2 separate regions of the Mus musculus genome follow, and region 2 is linked to region 1. The links are chromatin contacts, called in public Hi-C maps. All regions are on one chromosome and are shown on one strand. Each heading gives the region's core, a stretch centred on a gene start, on an enhancer-like site or on the middle of the called end of the contact. The rest is flanking DNA. Distances are from core to core; before and after follow the strand shown.

Evidence for each region. Hi-C and Micro-C count contacts between places; a contact is called where the count stands out from the background.
Region 2: a Hi-C map of Sertoli cells shows a contact between it and region 1, with 2.9 times the contacts expected there. The contact joins the promoter of Spp1 here to the enhancer-like site in region 1. A contact is called at or near these places in 1 of 39 promoter capture datasets (macrophages), 1 of 15 datasets of contacts at CTCF or cohesin (the NIH/3T3 cell line), 11 of 484 Hi-C or Micro-C datasets (the C2C12 cell line, CD8 T cells, the MC38 cell line and 6 more), 7 of 115 datasets of contacts at active chromatin or transcription factors (acute myeloid leukemia, bone marrow-derived macrophages, embryonic fibroblasts and 2 more) and 3 of 9 other capture datasets (adipose tissue, macrophages and pancreatic islet).

Annotation. Positions count from the first base shown.
Region 1 is chr5:104,371,492-104,377,898 of GRCm38.p6, reverse strand. No RefSeq gene overlaps it. Among named protein-coding and RNA genes, the nearest start is that of Mepe, 49 kb to the right of the region's middle. Within about 2 kb of position 3,413, at least 64 of the 459 cell types and tissues checked have an H3K27ac peak or open chromatin away from gene starts, as enhancers often do. A contact at or near this core is called in the C2C12 cell line, the NIH/3T3 cell line, Sertoli cells and 2 more, where this site is marked.
Region 2 is chr5:104,432,569-104,438,975 of GRCm38.p6, reverse strand. It overlaps Spp1 (secreted phosphoprotein 1), which reads right to left and starts at 3,865. Exons shown (of 7, transcript NM_009263.3): 1 at 3,780-3,865; 2 at 2,534-2,601; 3 at 2,400-2,435; 4 at 1,241-1,321; 5 at 709-750. The coding sequence starts at 2,587. RefSeq lists enhancers at 2,978-3,014, 2,764-3,083, 3,895-3,941, 4,559-4,567, 4,572-4,599, promoters at 3,779-4,769, 3,820-5,300, 3,843-6,407 and a cis regulatory region at 5,249-5,263.

The sequences.
Region 1 (6,407 bases), core at 2,164-4,663:
TGTAAAGCCTTGTGCTTTCTTGAAGATTCCCTGAAAAGCCAGATAACTACTGCTTCTGCTTTAGGAACCACTGACTCTCCCACTTTCCCTGACGTGGAGTTTATCTGTGGTTTCTATCTATGCCTCCTCCCAGGCTGAAGGAAGTCGGGATTAAGCGAGAGTCCCGGGCCTTGTGTGTCTTTGTTCCTCTTCCTTCTGTTTTCCATCTAACCTTCCTCTACCTGTCCCCTGAAAGCTCAGGTCTGTCTTTGGCGTTTCTTCTTGTGTACTCTACCGTCGTTCTTAGATTTAAAAGCACATTTGGTGTGTAAGTGAAGATTAAAGGACCAGAGTAACAAAGTATCCATATGGAAGAGCATCAGTCGAGTACACTGTTCTGTCAAGTATGCGTTCAGTCAAATAAGCCATTCAGTCAAATACGCCATTCAGTTAAATATGCCATTCACTGCACATGAAGGAGTTACAGAACTAGAAAGTCTGGGACTTGATTCCTGCTTTACTAAGGCTAGCCAGTGAAGGTGTGGAGAAAGCGAGGGCAGATGCAATCATAGAAGCACAAGAGGTTTGGGGAGCACTGGAGAGCATAATCTACTGAAGTAGAAGGAGGAGGATCAGCGTGGAGATTTCTAGAAGGAAATAGTAGATATACAGGACAGAATGGGGAGAGGTGAGCAAGCCAGAGGAGCAACACAATGTCAGGGATGGATGTGTGTATGTTCCAAGTTACCAGTTGAACTTTCTTGAACACAATTCAGTTCCTCATGGAGAAGAAAGGATGTAACCCCTCTGTGTTAACTGTAACCCTGTGGTTATGATGAAGAAATGAGCTGGGACTGTGTATGGAGGCCCCTAATCATGCACACTCTGGAATCCAGGAATAGGGGCACAGCCTCCTGGAAATGTCCCTGGCCTGTCACTGGCAGTCACTAGCCTTTCATAGAGGGATAGAGCCTGTAGTTATGACCATCTGAGGTGTGAATCCTGCTCTGTATAGTGTAGAGTTCTCTAGCTTTCTTTTCTACTCTATGGTTTCCTTCCATAACTCATGAGCCTTTTAAATGTACTGAGTGAGCTGGCTGGCTTCTCTGCCCTTTTCCCAACAGCAGGCTAGGCATTAGATTTGCGTATAATCAAAAGACCTAACTTTGATGCCAAACCCAGTGTTTTACCTAAAGAAAAAGAGACTCCTACCATAGACAGTAAAGAAGAACTCCTGGTTCATTACACATTCTTCCTGCTTTCTTTAAGGATATAAGGACATCCACGTCCAGGTCCAGTTTCCAAGAACGCCAATACCCAAACACTACGGAAAGCCTATTTCTCTGTTATTCCTTTGGGCAAGGTTGGCATGTTATAGATTATGAAATGCCCAGGTTTTGCTTTTGCTTTGCAGGTGATGAGATTGTGCTCTAGAACTTTTCCGTAAACAGGAAACTGTGGTGTGGATATGGCAAGTGGATGGGAGATGTAAAAGAAATGCATCTGACGGGCCTTTGGAAGTCTTGGGCCTCTGCCACATAGAGACTCTAAAACCTTTTCTGTTGAGATACTTTTCAGGTGAATGGTTTGGATGAAATGACCATCTTAGATCCTCCTCTGAGATCCATGACTTCTCTAGGTTTCCTGTACCAGGCAAGATTAATCAATCACCCAGTAATCTTTGCCTTCAAAACTCTTGTCAAGCGTTGGTGAGATGCCTAAGCGGGTAAGAGCACTGACTGCTCTTCTGAAGGTCCTGAGTTCAAATCCCAGCAATTACATAGTAGCTCACAATAATCCGTAATGAGATCTGATCTTCTGGTTTATCTGAAGACAGCTACAGTGTACAGTATAATAAGAAATTAATCTATGGGTTGGAACGACCAGGGACTAAGCCAACAGAGTTGACCAGAGCGAGTGGGGCTGACTGGAGTGAGAAGAGGTCCTAAATACAATTCCCAACAACCACATGAAGGCTCACATCCATCTGTACAGCTACAGTGTACTCATATACATAAAAAAATTAAATAAATAAATCTTAAAAAAAACCCCAAGAACCAAAAAAAACTCTTGTCAGGAACTAGTTCAAATAACTGCTTAGAGTGTTATACTCTTAAAAAGAAAGTTCTAGTGACTTTGGAAGGAGTGGGCTCGGGTCTACTGACTTGCTGTAGAGTCTCCTGTGTATTATTTAATTTTCTATAATGTGGCAGCTAGTCTTGTTAGTTGAAAACAGTGTATTCTTGGATAGTGTATTCCTGGATAGATCACGCCAAGCCAGCACAGTTCTCACCAGAGAGGTCCTTTATTGAAAGAGAAGCAAGGAAGAGAAAAAGAGAGAGATGGGTTGGGGTCCATGTCTTTTATCCGAGAGGTAGGTAAACTCAGGTGTTGACAAGGGCAGGTGATGCAAGTAAGGCATGCTGGAGGGTGGGTGGGGGTGTGTGGGATGGTTGCCATGGCAATGGATGCAGGAATGTCCTGTAGTCTAGGGATGATGTCATCTCTGGATTAAGAGGCTGGCTGTAAACAGCTTCTGAAGCTAATGAGTCTTCCTTGACTAAAGCTAGCAATTTCCTGTGGGACCCAAGCAAGTTATTAGTCGCTACTTTCTTAACTGCTAATTGGCTGCAACTATTATCCCTACTTGATGGTATTGCTGTCCCAAGAGGGAATGGGTAATTGACGTAAGGCTTTAACCCAATACTTGATGCATAAAACAAATGATCTATGAGCATGGATGGTGATTGCTGGTAATATGAGCAGTTTCCTCTGGTCTGAGCCAACACTCATTCATGCTTTTGATAAGGATACAAATTCTGGGGTTCAAATTGCGGTCAACCTTTTTTTCCTGCTGCTTTCAAACTGTTTAACTTTAGCCGAATGACTCACCTTTCCTGTGCCTCAGTTTACCCACATGCAAAGGCAGAGTGATGAGGACTCCTATCTCACAGAATGTTTGGTAGATTAAATAACATAATTCACACAAAGACCTTGATAGAACGTCAGGTACAGTGTTGCTCCTTCTCTGCCTGTTTGCTTCATTTCACTTTCTGGTCATGGGACTGTCACTAGTCTAAACAGAACCATTATTCTGAAAGAATCGCCTCTGCCAGGGGTCCAGGAAACATTTAAATGCTTACAAGACTGAGAAAGACTTGCAGGTCAATCAGTCAAGTCCAGAGTATCTAACTCTCTTAGATAAATATTTTGCTGAAACCAAAAAATTACACGTTTAGGCTAAAGAAGAATTCATGAGGAGGGGAACAGAGAAATTCTCGGGAATGTCCACACAAATAGACAAGGATGTGGCTTGCTACATCACATACAGAGGTGAGCTTTCCTGACCTTCTGGCTGGCTCTAGGCAGCTCTGAGTCAGAGCCATGCCCTCCCCTGTCCCTGCCCAAGGCCACTTCATAGGCAAGTGCGAGTCCCCAGACAGTTCCCGGGATGCAATGACCTTGCGATCTCACGGCTCCACTAGCAGGAATATGATATTGTGAAAGCAACTCCCACACAGGAAATTGGATATTTGGCGCCTTGCCCTGACTTCCATCCTGATTTACCAGCTGACCTTGGGCAAGCCATTGCTTTTGCTCCAGTTCTGTGAAGTGTAAAATAGAAAGAATAATGTACATTTCTCCAAATTCATGGGCTTATCACCAAGACTGAACATATACAGAAGTCACTTAAAAATTGTAAATATTTTCATCCATTTATGTTAGCATAAGAGAGCAAAGGGGTATGTATGCATGGACAGGAATGTACAGTATGTAAGGACAGGAAAACTTGAGAGTAAGTTCCCTCTGACCCCTGTTGACCTTGAGCCTTGCATAACTCCCTTGCTCTTTCTGAATCCTAGTTTCTTTAGTTAAGGAGGTATGTATGCATGCAATTTCAGGTAAAAATATGATTGCTAATGTTCCTGACAGACTTCCTTAGTGTTACTTTGCCCTTCTCCCTCTCCCTCCTCGCTCCCCCTATCCCAAATAAAGTGCTCTCCAGTATGCCCTCCTCATTGTACAGTGCCGCCCTCCTCACTGCACGGTGCCCCTTCCTCACTGCATGGTGCCCCCTCCTCACTGCATGGTGCCATCCTCCTCACTGCATGGTGCCATCCTCCTCACTGCACAGTGCCACCCTCTTCACTGCATGGTGCCACCCTCCTCACTGCACGTGCCCCCTCCTCACTGCATGGTGCCCCCTTTACTTTCCTGGTACCTGTGCTTACTCCAGCTTAATGTTCTCATATGAAGATTTGGAGCTAGGGATTACAGGTGAAAGAGATGTAGCATTTGCCTCTGGGCATACATATACATATACATATACATATATCACATACATATACATCATATACATATACACATACACATCCATACATACACACATATACACATACACACACACATACACATACACATACACACACACACACAAATACACATACACATACATATACAGTTTAAGTGATGTTGTTCTACTTGGGTTGATAACCATTTATATACACACACACACACACATACACACACACACATACACATACACACACACACACACATACACATACACATACACATACACATACACATACACATACATATACAGTTTAAGTGATGTTGTTCTACTTGGGTTGATAACAATTTATACACACACACACACACACACACACACACACACACACGCACGCACGCACATGCACACACCAAGAACCATTAGCAGCAACCCCATTGGAATTGTTGGTCAGAGGGACTCCCCAAACAATACAAGCTATTGTTATTGCCCTTGCTTGCTTCCCAGAGGTTGAAGTCCCTATTGCTGAAAACACCATTCACCTCAGACCCAGGCCTTGAGGAGCTGAGTGGGATCTGACCTGGGAGTCTATTCCCTGAGGACTAGATCTCATAGAACTGCAGGGTGTAATGCAAGCTGCCAAGGTGGTAAACCAAGTAAGAGTCCTACCTAGCCAGGATGCCTGTGAGCTACAACAGTGTCCAGCGTAGTATGATACCCCTAATGGTGAAATAGAGGCTAGTGGTACAGAACAATTAATCATGGGGTGCTTAGCCCCAGTTGATACATCTAAAATGCAGTTCCTGAACCTAAGGCCCAAGGCTCATGGTAGGAGAGGAGGCAGAAAGACTGTAAGAGCCAAAGGACCAGGGAATTAATTTTCCTAGAAATAACAGGGCATCTTCACCCATGATACTGCAATAAGACAGCTGCTTAAACAAGACTTGAGCAGCACAACACCAATAGACATGCTAACACAGAAGAGGCAAATGTCATGGGGCCCCACCCATAAACAAGGAATGCTGAGAAGGAGAGAAATAGTTTTTCTCAGGGAAGAAAACATTTCATTGCTTATTCAATACTAAGTGGTCAGCCCTGAAATTATATAATACAAGTAACACTAACACTATGTGGACTGTGTCTCATATACACACACACACACACACACACACACACACACTCATATATATATATACATACACACACACTCATATACACACACACACACACACACACATATATATATACCCACACACATACACACACACACACATATGTATATGTTGCAAATATATATGTGTGTTGCTAGTATATATACATATGTGTGTATTTGTGTGTGTGTATGTTTGTGTGTGTGTGTGTGTGTGTGAGAGACTGTAACAAAAAAATAAGAGGCCATGAATTTAAGAGAGAATTGGGGGTGGGAAGGAGATGGAAAGGATTAGAGGAAAGGGAAGAGGGAAAAGATTATAATTATATTAAAAAACAAAATGAATAAATAATGTATAATAATTACTATTTCTTATGTTGTTTGTGAGTAACAGTGAGATGGAAGTTCTACAATGGCGTGCCTCATTTCTCCTGGATTGGAGTCCAACTTCAGGATCCACATATAGTCTCCACTGACATCACATAAAAAGATGTAGAGGCTCCTTACAGACTGCTGGGGACAGAAGTCCTGGCTCTATACTGGCTTTTCTTACCACCTCAACTGTACCTTGTCACAGTCTACATGTTGTCGGCAGTAAAGGTCTAGCCAACAAACCAGCTAGAAGTTGTGTATTTAAAAAGATTCCTTGCTGTGATTGTTCAAATGGTTAAGCAAGGAAAACATGGTTTCTTTCCTTTGGTACAAGTTGAAGGGGACAGAGAATGAAGTAGAGAAGAGAAAGGACCCTCTCAGGAAGGATGTGGTGTGATAGTGTAACCAGGACAAATTCCATGTGAAGAAGATGACAGATTCTGCTCTGGGATTGTCCACAAGAGCACCCATTTGTCTGGGCCAAAGATTACACGTTTGTGTTGGAGACAATACGCACGCTCCCTTCCCAGTTCAAAAACATTGAGAAAGCTAAAAAGGACTGTCAGTTCCTTCAGCTAAATTACAGCTTCTGTTTGGCCCAGGAACCCACTTGTA
Region 2 (6,407 bases), core at 2,616-5,115, 61 kb before region 1:
GTATACATTATTAATTTACTAAATTCAAAAAATTGCTAGATTGAGTTTCTTTAATCTGAAACATAGTTCCCTAAGACATCAGATCATCTGTATATTAATATAAAGATCAAAATCTATAATTGCCTCCCTGTTGTCAAAGGTAGTTAAGAAATGGCTCTGTTATACATGGGTGTACAAACTGTAGCCAAAATCCATACAGTGAACTAGAGATTAAAATCTATTAATCTACAAATCTACAAAAGTTATGGTTCTTTTGATCTAGTTTTTCTTATCATAAATTGTCTCTATGTTAAATTTAATCTTGAGGGAAATTTTTATTTATTTAGTCAGCAAATAGGGAAAGAACACTTATTAAATAATCTTTAATATTATCAACATGAACACTTTAAAGTATCTTGGCTTGGCTAAGCATTGATGATATAGTCATCAAATATTAGTTAAAATACTGTAAACTTCTTTTCGTATTTTCATATTTTACAAGAGGCTTAAAGTTTCAAATAGCAGGCACGAGTAGGCACTTTCTGTAACACTAAACTTCTCTGAAGAGCCTGTGTATTTTGGTGATGAATGAACACAGAGCCCCTCTAAGCAAGTTTTTGAATGGAGATTTACTTGGATACTTTCTAAGGGACTGACAATCTGAAGAAAATGATGTGGTGGCTTCCTCGGTGTCTCTAAAAATAGGTCTCAGTGAATGTGAGAACTTACTTCTTGCTTAAAGTCATCCTTTTCTTCAGAGGACACAGCATTCTGAAAAAAGGAAGGTCACATATCAGTACACAACATACATGATCAGTTGCTTAATTCTAAAGTTACCCTTTTCATCCTAATGCAGGTGTCATGTTTCAGCCTGCCAGATGATACAATAGATACAAAGGCTACAATGGATGCAAACTATCCATTGGTCCTCTAGACACTCACTTCTAAGCAAGAAGCTCCGGCTACCTAGCCTGTGTGGCTTGATTAGTAGCTGCTCATTAGCAGTTTAGGGTTTTGTTCATTTATTGTTTGTTTACTTTAATTTTTGTGTGTAACTGTTTTGCTTGCATGCGTAGTAGTGTTCCATGTATCTGCCGAGCCCCAAGGAGATCAGAGGACTACAACAGACCCCTGGAATGGAGTTAAAGAAGAATGTGAACTGATATCTAGGTTCTGGGAACTGAACCTGGGTCCTCTGTAAGAACAGCTCTGCCATCAATCCAGCCCAGCTGTTCAGTTTTGAGAAATTAAAACACAATACCTGTGGCGCAAGGAGATTCTGCTTCTGAGATGGGTCAGGCACCAGCCATGTGGCTATAGGATCTGGGTGCAGGCTGTAAAGCTATTTCAAAAAAAAAAAAAAAAGTATGCATTTGCTATTATTAAAAAAAGAAACACAGAGCTCTGTAAGCCATAACCTTAACATGAACAACGAGTGCTTATCTTTAGGAGTATATTCTTAAAGGCTTTTTAAATATTTTCTTCTGCTCCTACATCGCTGAAATTCTAGAAAACTGACTTTTGAGCTTTTCGGCTACATCCTAAATCCCATTTGATGACTTATACTGTTACTTCTTTTTAAAATGCATCCTTGTATTTAAAAATATTTCTCTTGTGACATTTTAAAGTACTAGTTATGGTCTCTCTTTCCTGTATGGAAATGTTAATTCTCCCATCTTGTTATTGTAGTTGAGCACCCATGTTCTCCAGACTGTTGGAAGACAGGCAGCCCCACCACCAGCTCACACATTCTGTGCACAAGTGCTTCCCTGACTGTCTTCGCTGAGCAATGAAACTGCAATGACGCTCTACACTTGGACCTGAACTCTGTGTGCCTTTTTGTCCAAGCACAGGGTCTGTGTTACACCAGCATATTCTTACCTATGTGGAGGCACAGGTATGCCAATGCTGCTGGTCTTATGTTGAAACATGTAAAGGTACTGGTTTGGTTTTCATTCTCATTTAGGAAAATGTGATCTAAAGTCAGCTAATAGATCCAAACAGCACAAATGGACTTTTCTTTTCAAGATGGACTTGGATGGTATTGTAAATATCATAGTCATATGATCAGCTCCAGCTGACATCTGAGTGACCTTCTAAAGTCAGCCTGCAGGATTTTCCAAGCATGCTGACTCAGGAAAGAACCAGTCACTCAAGGTCCTGTGACCTGCTTTATGTAAGTAGCAATTGTCTAGAACATGCTTTTATTATATTAAAAATCTAATTATAAGAGAATCTGTTTATTAAAAACAATGGCCGATTTGGTACTGTCTCTGTCTAAAATACATAGTAAGTACTTTGAAATACTCAGGTCTAATTATATAGATGAATAAAATGGCAACAAAAAATTGCTGTTCCTAGCAACCTTTGCGACGCTGGCGAACATTCTTCAGTTAAATGATCAACCCGGAGGTGCTTACCTTCTCCTCTGAGCTGCCAGAATCAGTCACTTTCACCTTTAAAACAGAAAAGTGACAAGGAAATGCGTGTGAGTGTGCTAAAGCTAAAATTCATTTGTTTTCAAGAATTCTCTCTAAGATTCAGCTGTACTCACCGGGAGGGAGGAGGCAATGCCAAACAGGCAAAAGCAAATCACTGCCAATCTCATGGTCGTAGTTAGTCCTGCAACATATTTTATGAGGCACAGTTGATGTCTTGTCAGGTTCAAACACACTCTTGGCACCACTAGATCACCACCAAGTCACCAATAATTTATGGAATCTTTCTACATCTCAGAGAAAATTTCAGTGAGTCAATATTTGTGTGCCTTTTCTACCTCTCCACCTCTCATCCTTAGCAAGGAAAAGGGCAATTTCACAACTCTATTCATCCAAACTTTACGTCTGGAGTCTCAGAGCTTATGCCCCCACTATCTGATGTCTCTAGAGCTCCACACCAAGATTTGTTTCACAGTAATCGAGTAATTAAAGCAACGAACTACCATGAGAGTACTTTCTGCAAGGAAGAAAAAGAGAAAATAGAATGATAAAAGAAAATTGCTTTTTCCATTTGCATTTCAAATGTGATTTTAACTTACATTATACAAAGCTGAAAGAAACAAAGATATCTTTGAATTTGAGTAAGATGTTCTATTTGGACTAATAATAATAATAATAACAACAACAATAATAATAATAATAAAAATAAAACACTGAGAGCAGGCAACAGCTTTTCTGTGCATGTTGATGAGTCTGTGTTATCACACAGGGACCTTAGTGAAAACTGTAAAAGCCAAGTGCAGAAGCGAGAAATTAAGGAAGGTTCTCTTTTGAAGTGAGACAGTTTTCTAAAAATAACTGTATCTGGTTTATATTAATATAGAGGATCCTCCTTTACTGGTCTCCACAGTCATCCAGCCACTTTAAAATGATGCAGACATTTGTTCCAAAGATACATAGAACTTTACAATGTGTGTGTGACAGGAGAGAGAGGGAGAGAGGGAGAGAGGGAGAGAGAGAGAGAGGAGGGAGAGAGAGAGGAAGAGAGAGGAGGGAGAGAGAGAGGAGGGAGAGAGGGAGAGAGAGGAAGAGAGAGAGGGAGAGAAAGAGAGAAAGAGAGAGAGAGATTACTAGCAGATCTCTCTCTCTCCTTTAGAGGACCAACTAGATTTATTTTAACTTCTACATCCAACTGGCTTTGAAAATACCGGGAAACCTGCAATGTACCTGACCAGCTTATTCAAAAAGACCAGAACAGCACGAGTCTGACTAACAAATACGACTGTTGAAAGAATGTTCTCTGGACTCACCCTCAGAATTCAGCCAGGAGAACTGCAGCCTCATGGGCCACTGCAGGCTTACCTTGGCTGGTTTCCTCCGAGAATGCCTGCCGCAGAAGACTGCAAACCCAAGCAAGGATGCTTCTTCAGTGTGAGCTGCTGGTGGCTCAGACCTCCCAGAATTTAAATGCTGGTCCAGACAGTCTCCACCAATCAGGAGGTGGAGTGATGTGTCATGAGGTTTTTGCCACTACCCGGCCCACCTGCTCCTACACTTCCTCCTCTGGTTTTGTGGTTAAAAAAAAAAAAAAGGAAGAAAAGGAAACACACACAAAGCATTACTGATGAACGATGTCATTAACTACCCTTTTCATTTATAGACTGCATTTAGAATCCCGGAAGAGCATCAGGGATCCATAAGGAAAGGAAGAGTAGATCACCCTCACAGAGACTTTGTTTATAGTTACTGAATTAGTAGAAAAACATCAATGGGGATGAAAGGTATGGATTCTCCTATCTAAGTTACAGATAAAGGCCACATGGATACACAATTTGATTCTCTCAGACTTACTTAAATCTAGAAAACTGCTGTCTCGGCAGAACTTTCAGACCCTCCCTTTTGCCTTTGTATTCGGTAGCTTAGGTTGGCCGGGCCACAGTGGCTCTGTTTTGTACTCCGGAAGATCACCATGAATTTGAGGCTAGCCTCGGCTCCATACTGTGTTCCAGGTCAGTTGGGGCAACAGAAAGTGAGACCCTCTCACAAAAGAAACAAAACCTCACAACAAAACGAAACAAAGTAACAACTCAGTTTTGACACTTGAGCTATGCAGCCGCTTGCTCTTTGTGCAAACCACACAGTGACCCTGAATTCCTCTCCTGCCTCCACTGACCTTTAGAGACGTGAACCTCGTGAACCTTGTTGCTCTGTTGGAGCAGCTGGGAGTGATGGTTCTGATGCTATCTAAACTATAATGGCCATATAGAGCAGAAGAGGTGGTTACTCCAGATAGAGCCCGCCTAAGCAAGCAGTTTGTGAGACTGGAATGCTTGCTGGGTGGGGAAGCTGCAGGAGCCAGACTGCCTTTCAGTCCTTCTGTAAGCAGTGCCAGGTGTGACCTTGGGCAAGTCACTTAGTCTATCTACAGGACAATGGATTAGTGTAAGTGCAGTTGATAGCACTTCACATTTTGCAATGCTCCTTCCCCCACATGTTAAAGAACGTGTATATTTTAACTATTACAGAAATCTTCAGCAGAGGCAAGGAGCTGAAATTTGTAATGCCTTTGAATTGATCTTTAAGCTGTACACGTTAAAGGGTTCTCTGAATATTTTTTTAAAGACACAGCTTATATTTCTGAATTATCTTTTTTGAGTTTTATTTCCTGGAATATATAAGGTTGGCTACTTAAAAAGATTTTAAAATTTGTATTAACAAAACGTTACTGAATAGTTAAGAGGTATTCAAATGAGATAAAATTATAGGTGAAGCAGACTTCTTTAAATATTTAATACTGCCCTGCAGTTACTTCCTTTCTTTTCCCGAAATGGAGAACACAGGCTTATTACCTTACATCTCCAATGTAAGAGGCATGCAGAAATTGAGATTAAAGTTAAGTCAAACCTTTGTTGTATTAGATATTAGTGCTACTTGCCAAACCCTGCTTTTAATATGAATATAGGTTAAGTAATCTTCTACAGAGTTAGAGTAAGTAGCACAAAACTGTTTTGAGCATTTGGGTTATCTCTTGATAGATGTGTTCTAAATGAATTAATATTATTACTTTGAAGGTCCTTAGCACACACTTTATTAAGATGACTCCTATGACTATCAAATATAAATCACACAGGTTTTTAACGTTGTAAAAACAGACTCCTTATTTCTTTTAAAAGAAAAAAACCTAACAACAAGCGTTTTTGCCCTTTAAGCACAACACCCACTGGAGTTTGTGTTTTCAGTGTTGTTCAGGGAAATTCCACAAATCCTAAGGCAGCAAGCCGTCCACAGGGTTTCACTGCAGTTTACTCTGCGCCCACAGGAATGATTCAACACGAATTAGGGAGGTATAGGAATAGATTTTGCTGGAGCTGCGCCACCTCGAGCTGAACCATATGACCCCTCCAGGACTCCTTTTCATTCTAACTCCCAAGTGCCACACGATGGCAGCATTTCTAGAAAGGGCAACAGACAGCCCTCAAAGGCTTCGAAGATTTTCTGAATGCATCCTTAGAGGCCGACTGTATGCACCCTGTTTCCCAGAATGCCGAGTAAGGAAGTATTTCTCAGCAATGACCCAGTTGGCAACCAGGGCCAGGGACCCTGAGAACCGAAGCACCTCTGTCCCGCTCTGTTGATGCCTTCAGCAATCCCATTGCGACAGGACTGTCTGCTTCCCTCTTCCTACACTCATACCAGCGACCTTGAGGATGAGGCTTTGCACTGGGAGCAATTCTGCAAAGCAGAGGACAAAACGCTCTTCTAACTCGAGGAGGCACGCGCTTTTGCTTTCCGAATCCAACTATGCTGCTGACATTTTCCCTGAGTGGGAATTTGTAGTTGTTTAGAATTCACACATTAAACAATTTAAATGCAGCACTGTTAGTTAGCTCTTGTATTTCTAAGTCTCAGGCTCAGCTAACAGTTGGTAGATAGGAGCAAGAGTTTAAAATGCCCAAATTCTTTGTAAATCTTGTCAGTGGAAATAAAGAA